Linked DNA regions of Ovis aries: region 2 is linked to region 1. The links are chromatin contacts, called in public Hi-C maps. All regions are on one chromosome and are shown on one strand. Each heading gives the region's core, a stretch centred on a gene start, on an enhancer-like site or on the middle of the called end of the contact. The rest is flanking DNA. Distances are from core to core; before and after follow the strand shown.

Region 1 (3,948 bases), core at 965-3,464:
CCTTGCCAGAGAACTGTGCTTCCTTCTTCCCCAGAAGCATCACGAGCAGTAAGCTCCTTCTGGTTTCCTTCTCTCTACCTTCAAACATTTTCTCTTTCTCCAGCCTGCCAAGATTCCCTCTGGGCTCAGCAAACTAGAGACCTCTCTCCTTGGAAAGAACTGCCTCTCCATCTTGCTCCTTACCTAGCACATTTGATCTTCTCCTCACTGTCCTGGTTTCTTCCTTCTTGCCTTCAGATAACCACAGATCTCCCCACGTGGACAAGAATCTTCTCTCGAACTTCCATCCTTTGCTCTGGAACACCCAGAAAGGGACCTCAACCCTGACCCTCCTCACCTAGTGAGTGCTGAGCTTCCATGCTGTGGACTGATGTTGGTGTCCACCCAAGACCCATCTGTTGAAACTCTCATCCCCAGGGGGAGAGAATTTGGAGGTGGCCTTTGGGAATGAGGAGGGTTAATGAGGTTGTGAGGGTGGGGCCCCCCTGGTGGGATTCATGGAAGAGGAGACAACCCAGATCTCTGTCTGCCACCTGAGGACACAGAGAGAAGGTGGCCATGGCAACGAGTCAGCTTGACCTTGGACTTTCCAGCCTCCAGAACTGTGAGAGAGAAAAGTTTGTGGTTGAAGTTCCCCTGGAGTCACTAAGACAGACCCTGCAATGCTCTTCTTCCTCCACAATTTAGCTTCCTCTCTGGCCTTCCTCTTTCTTCCTTTCTTTGTCTACATATCTTAGTGAATTTTCTCTTTTCCCTTTTCTTTAGTTGCAGCTCTCTACTTCCAAGTCTTTTCCTGATGTTCCCTTGTTCTTCCAAGTCTATTCCTGCTGCTCCCCCGAGAGTCCACGCCATCACCATCTGAGATTAAAAATCTTTAATGACCTCCTGACTCAGAATCACCTCCCTCTAATCCATCCTGGATAGAAGAATCCTTCTAGACCATTTGGGTCTTCTCTTGCTCAAAATCAGTTGTGCCTCACCCACAGAATTTGAGACTCAGGAATTAGGACTTTGACCTGGAGACAAATCTCTGCAAACATGGCCTTGACCTATCTTTTTAGATGTCCTTCCCATCACACCCCTCAAGGACCCTTTTGCTGCTCTCTACCTGCCTTCCACCATCTCAACACTTCCTGCACAAAGGATCACTGTTTGCTTCATCACGTCTTACTGTCTCATAGCCAGTGACTTTCCAGCCAGGAAGCACTGCCTCCTGCCTTATAATAATCAGAGGCCCTGCAGGGTCTGAGTGCAGTTCATCAATATTTGCACGGTCTTAACTCATTTCATTGACATTTTAGAACAACAAAAAAAGGACCCTCGTACCCTCATATGTAAGATCAAAGACAGAGCAATTGCCCACAGCAAGAGGGATTCAGTAACTTCAGGGATAAGCAGGTAAAAATCACTTTCTTCCTATCCTAGCACCCTTTGTCTCACACAGACTAGCTTCTGAAATCTGTGTCTTTCATTCCAACAATGTGCTAAGCATTGCTCTGTGCTGGAAATAAACAATAGGAAGCACTGCCCTCGTGAAGCTACCATTCCCCAGCAGGGAGACAGACCCTGAGCAAAAGAAGTGGAATAGGTAGAATCTGGGGGATTACATGTCATGGGAGAAGGAAAGGAAGTGGGGTGGGGTGCTGCAGTTGTGGAAAGAGTGGCGAGGGGTGATGTGGGTACAGACAGGAAGGGAGGAGGTGAGGGAGCTCTGTAGGCATCTGGGGTCAGAGCGTGGCAGGTCAAGGAGACAGAGGCTGAGTGAGAGCTTCCTGGAATCGTCAGTGGACAGTAAAGAGGTCCATGCGGCCAAGCTGAGAGGCAGAGTGGGGAACGAGTGGGAGACACAGTCAGAGGCATATGGAGACACCCCAGAAGGGTGGTGAGGTGGGACACAGGCGAGGTTCCTGAGCCGAGGACTGAGCGACACTGCTGAGATCTGCAACAGCAGCCCTCTGCCACTCTGCAGAGAGTAAGCTACAGAACAGACGCGAGGGGCCAGGGAGGAGCCCTGGCGAAGGCCAGAGAGGGGATGCTGGTGGCACGAGCCGCGACGGGAGCTGTGGAGGCAGGAAGAGGTGGTCGGATTCTGGGTTTATCCTGAAGAGCACGGCCAACACGCTTGCTGGTGAGTTCAGTGTGGAGAATGAGAGGACAGGTTTAAAGGCAATGGGAAGGCTAGTTGAGCTAACGGAGGAATGCGGTTGCCCTGAACTAAGTCTGTTGGAGGAACAGGACAGGAGGAGATTAGGAGCTCAGTTTTAAACAAGAACACGAGATGCCTCACAGGCTCCCAAGGGGAAATGTTGTGTAAGAAGTTAGATAAATGAGCCTGAAGTCCAGGAGGATGATCGAGGTGGAAATATAAAGTTGAGATTTATCCACTTACAGGGCATACTTAAAGCCTGGAAACTGGGTGAGCTCACCAAGAGTGTGTGTGTGTGTGTGTCCTTATTCTTGTGTGTCAGTGTGTTTCTTTTTCATAGTGCCAATTGTCTGTATGCTCTAAGAACTGTGCATATCCGGGCATGAGATATATTCAACAATGTCTGGTAACCTACTCCTTTTTAAGCACAGATCTTAATGAAATGAAAAGTACAACACGAATTCATCAGCTGAGAAACTGAGGAGGGTGAGGTGACTTTCTACTCTACACAGACTTAGCCATGCTCAGAACTTAGTAGGCTTGTGACTAAAGTTGATTTTTTTCAAGTGATTCCTTAATAAGCTGGTAAGTAAAAAGACTCTCATCTTTAGATTACCAGTTAAAACAACAATCATTTCTTTTCTCTGAACCTCTGTTTCCCAAAATGAGAAAATGGGAGCCTGAAATTAGAGCAGCCTCAACTCTAGCTCTCAGTCAGAGACCACCTCTGCTTAACTTGCTGGGAACTTGTTTGTTTTCAGCTATCTGGCTCCCCCAAGTGGTCGATGGAATGAATGCAACTTGCATTTTGTTGTTGAGACACTCAGTTGTGTCTGACCCTTTGCGATCTCATGGACTGCAGCTCACCAGGCTTCCCTGTCCTTCACCATCTCCCAGAGCTTGCTCATACTCATGTCCATTAAGTCAGTGATGCCATCCAACCATCTCGTCCTCTGTCGTCCCCTTCTCCTGCCTTCAATCTTTCCCAGCATCAGGGTCTTTTCTAACGAGTCAGCTCTTTGCATCAGGTGGCCAAAGTATTGGAGCTTCAGCTTCAGCACCAGTCCTTCCAATGAATATTCAGGATTGATTTCCTTTAGGATTGACTGGCTTGATCTCCTTGCAGACCTAAGGATTCTCAAGAGTCTTCTCCAACAACACAGTTCAAAAGTATCAATTCGTTCAGCCTTCTTTATGGTCCAACTCTCACATCCATACATGACTACTGGAAAAAAGCATAGCTTTGACTATACAGACCTTTTTTGGCAAAGTAACACTTTAATATGCCATCTGGGTTTGTCATAGCTTTCTTTCCAAGGAGCAAGCTTCTTTTAATTTCATGGCTGCAGTCACCATCTGCAGTGATTTTGGAGCCCAAGAAAATAAAATCTGTCACTGTTTCCATTGTTTCTCTATCTATTTGTCACGAAGTGACAGGACCGGATGTCACGAGCTTCATTTTATGAATGCAGTTTTAAGCCAGTTTTTTCAGTCTCCTCTTTCACTTTCATCAAAAGGCTCTTCAGTTCCTCTCTGCTTTTTTCCATAAGGGTGGTATCATCTGCATATCTGAGGTTATTGATATTTCTCCTGGCAGTCTTGATTCCAGCTTGTGCTTCTTCCAGCCCAGTGTTTCTCATGATGTACTCTGCATACAAGTTAAATAAGCAGGGTGACAACATACAGCCTTGATGCATTCCTTTCCCAATTTGGAACCAGTCCACCAGTCAACCACTGTGATTAACCATTTTGGATGCATTTTCTCATTAAAATTTTCACCAAAACACTGAGGCAGTTATTTC
Region 2 (3,948 bases), core at 621-3,120, 420 kb before region 1:
ATGGTGTGGGACTCGCTGGGTCCTCTGATAGAGAAGCTGCAGCCAGCCTCCATCCCCAGGTGCCCCCCTCCGTACCCCCCTGGGCTTGCCTGACTTACTTGAGCGGAGCTGCGTGCAGCCCGGGGTAGCTGAAGCGGTGCTGCTGCTGCTGGCTGAGGATCTGCAGCTGCAGGAAGAGCTGCTGCTGCTGGAGCAGCCGGGCGTAGGCAGAGTCCATGGGCGGAGGGGACTTCTCCGCCTTCTGGTCCGGGGGGATGTACTGGTGGTATTTGAGCTTCTTCACCTTTGGCTTGGGGTCCTTGGGCTTTTTGTGGCGGTTCTTGTTGTCGCTCAAGGACTTGGACTGCAAAGCGGATGGAGAGACGGCATGTGCTTTTAGGTGATGGATGGGAACGGCTTGGCATCAGGAATATTACCTCTAGATTTTATCTGATGGATGTCCTTGAACCCCCGACACACAATATAGCAAAGACAGGAGGCACCATGAGATCCTGGAAGTTAAGGTACCTAACAAACAGATCCATGCAAATACATCGCAAAGGATGGACACTCCTTAGGCAGGAAGTCTTGAGTCTTAGAAGTGGCTTTGGGGAACTGCCTTCCCAGAACAGAGAGGCAAGTCTATGTTTCAGTGAGCCCAGCTTCCTAACCTAAAACCTCAGCCTGATGACTAACGAAGACGACATTCTGTTCTTGGGTTAGATTCATAAGGAGGTTCTTTTTTTTTAAAAAAATAAAAATAAAACAAAAAGTTTGCTGTGGACCATTTTTAAAGTCTTTATTGAATCTGTCGCATTGCTGTTTCTGTTTTGGTGTTTTGGTCATGAGGCATGTGGGATCTTTGCTGCCCGACCAAGGATTGAAGACACACTCCCCGCATTGAGAGGGCAAGTCCTAACCACTGAACCGCCAGGGAGGTCCCAAGAAGGTTCTTTCGTCTGTATACGTGTCATCATCTCTAGTGAAGCTCCTCGTGAGCTGACTTATTAACAATATAAAAGAAGATGAAATTAAGGCTATCTCTAAAAACCCAAAAGGTGGGTTCTTGTTGCTTCTAAATCAATTCCCCTTCCCACCAAATACTGATATAAGGTCAGGAAGTGACACCCTCTGAACTAAAGATTCTTCACTGACTATAGGAAGGACAAGTCACCCACTGAGACCTTTCCAGAAGTTACCAGTCATGGTGTACGGTTTGGATCCTTGAAAAAAGTTAAGGACAGAGGCCTGGAAGTGAAGGCACATTTTTGAACGTGGTATAGTTTTCCAACTTTACCATATCTCAATGACCCCGACCTGCAAGTTGGGTAAAATATTCTCTACTTTTGATTTCAGTAACCAATGGGAGGATGGTAAAATATATTGTTGAAACAATAAGATTTCAAAGGACTATATTTGAATATAGCGTGATTATATTTATAACCTGTTCTTGAAATCCAAAGACCTCCAGAGATTGAGAAGCGATAGGTCTGTACTTAAGTCAGTTAAAAAAAAATACATTTCCAATCCCTGACTGTATTACAGAAGATTGAAATGAACAGGGATGTGATGATGGAAGGGTCTTAATCTGAGAACAAGCTGGCAGGGGAAGGTGTGGTACCCGCAGTGTCCAGAAGAGGGAGCTCCTGAATAGCCAGCAGGCAGGTTGTCACCGGGCAGCTTTCCCATTTTAACCACAAAATACACATCTGAAGGTGACCTATTGGATTTGCTTTTCTCTGACTCAGCGTGCCCATCCACCAAAGCCTTTTTTGTGTGTGTTTTCTCAGGAAGGCTTCTTCTTGTACACTTAGCTCAAGGATTCCTGTGGGCCAGGGGCCCTCCTCCCTGCTCATTCATCGATGGGTTAAGCGCTCCAGGTAATGAGTCAGCTTTCTGTTCTTGGGAGAGTTTCCCCCAGCTCCTGCAGTCAGCTCTGCCCTGCTCCCACTCCTCCTAGGACTTGCTTGTCTTGGGGAGCTGCAGCCTTGCGTCTAAAGCAACTAAATCAGGGGCTCAGTCATCTTCTCTATTTGTTGCCTTATTATCACAGAGACTCTGAGCATTCAAAAGGTATTGTAAGTCGGACCATCTTCTCCAGATAGTGAGAAGCATAGACCACAGAGCCCACGGAACTCTGAATCACTGGAACTTTGATTTGTGCTGCGCTCATTTGCTCAGTCATGTCTGACTCTATACAACCCCGTGGGCTGCAGCCTGCCAGGCTTCTCTGTCCATGGGACTCTCCAGGCAAGAATATTGGAGTGGGTTGCCATGCCGTCTTCCAGGGGATCTTCCCAACCCAGGAATCTCCTTCATTGGCAGGGGATTTTTTTTTTTTTTTTTTTTACCACTAGCGCCACATGGAAAGCACACCTGGAACTGTATAGTTGCATATTTTTGATATGACTCTTCATTGAAATTGATTGTCCTTTCTCAGGACAATTACTACACTTTCTTAGTTTGAAGAGGCTGAAGGCTCTGTTCATTTGCATTCAGTTCAGTTCAGTTGCTCAACTGCATGTCTATGGAGTCGGTGATGCTATTCAACTATCTCATCCTCTGTCGTTCCCTTCTCCTCCTACCTTCACTCTTTCCCAGCTTCAGGGTCTTTTCCAACTCTTTTGCATTAGGCAAAACTTAAACACTTCAATAGAAATATTAATACAATTTCTCTTTGCTCCCAATGGTAGAAATCACTGAATCACATTAATATTAAAATATAAATATTCACCCAAGTCAATATGTCTCCTCCCTCCACCTGTAATGAACAAAATTCACCAATAGCCACATAAGTTCAAAGCAGTTAAGCTGAGTGGATTGTGCAGTGAAAGTCACTCTTTGCGACTCCATGGACAAGTCCATGAAATTCTCCAGGTCAGAATACTGGAGTGGGTTCCCTTCTCCAGGGGATCTTCCCAACCCAGGGATTGAACCTAGAACTCCTGTGTCTCCTGCATTGGCAGGTGGATTCTTTACCAGCTGAGCCACCAGGGAAGAGAGGATTGTAGACTGGGTTTAAGCCGCTGCAGTCCGGGGAGCTTTCCTGGGAATCAGAAATGCCTGTCATCCATTCAGAACATGAAAACTAGTTTTGTGGGCTTCCCTGGTGGCTCCGTGGTAAATAATCTGCCTGCCAGTGCAGGAAACACGGGTTTGATCTCTGATCCAGGAAGATCCCACAGCAACTAAGCCCAAGGGCTACAACTACTGAGCCCGGGAGCTGCAACTGCTGAAGCCCGAGCACCCTAGAGGCCGTGCTCTGCAACAGAAGCCACCGCAAGGGGAAGCCGAGCACCGCATCTAGAGAGTAGCTCCCACTCTCCGCAACTGGAGAAGAGCCCCTGCAGCGTGATGACCAGCACAGCCGTAAATAAACACACACAATTAAAAAAGAAAGCCGCTTTTGTGCATGTGCAGTGGAGGGGGTGGCAGGGCCATCACTTTAACACTGATCCTTACTCAACTTACAAGCTTTTAAAAGTATTTCTTAAGCATCATCTCAGCATTAAGTGCCAGCTTTAGAGCTGAGAAAATATTAATATGCCCCCAAGTCAATGAGAAGTTATCTGGGATAAAATATTATGAAAAAAGTCAAATGACTACCAGTTAACTGAGGAGCTTCTCTTCTGTGGGTGAGACCCCTGAGGGGCAAGAGTGTCTTGGTCCCCGTACACTGATAGCCCACTTCTCAACCCCTGTCTAGCGATGCTCCCAGGGGACTGAATCCATCCATCGGTCCACATGACTCTCCCCATTGCCAGACCTAACTCAGCACGCCCTGCCCTGCAATGGCCCCGTGAACTGTGTGCTCAGGTGGGCGTGGAGGCTGACCCATCCTACCTTTACGGCTGTGTGCACAGGGATGGGGGTGCCCAGGGAGCCAAGCCCCTGCTTGCCCAGGTCTGGCTGGTTGCTGGGGTGTTGGGCTGAATCACTCCTCTCATTTTCTGCATCCTGAAAATCCAA

Evidence for each region. Hi-C and Micro-C count contacts between places; a contact is called where the count stands out from the background.
Region 2: a contact with region 1 is called in a Hi-C map of hypothalamus, with 7 times the contacts expected there. The contact joins two enhancer-like sites. A contact is called at or near these places in 8 of 16 Hi-C or Micro-C datasets (hypothalamus, liver, mesenteric adipose tissue and 4 more).

Annotation. Positions count from the first base shown.
Region 1 is chr11:30,536,512-30,540,459 of ARS-UI_Ramb_v3.0, reverse strand. No RefSeq gene overlaps it. Among named protein-coding and RNA genes, the nearest start is that of MAP2K4, 93 kb to the right of the region's middle. Within about 2 kb of position 2,214, at least 4 of the 54 cell types and tissues checked have an H3K27ac peak or open chromatin away from gene starts, as enhancers often do.
Region 2 is chr11:30,957,788-30,961,735 of ARS-UI_Ramb_v3.0, reverse strand. It overlaps MYOCD (myocardin), which reads right to left. Exons shown (of 13, transcript XM_042255682.1): 7 at 3,823-3,936; 8 at 99-343. Among named protein-coding and RNA genes, the nearest start is that of ARHGAP44, 36 kb to the left of the region's middle. Within about 2 kb of position 1,870, at least 7 of the 54 cell types and tissues checked have an H3K27ac peak or open chromatin away from gene starts, as enhancers often do.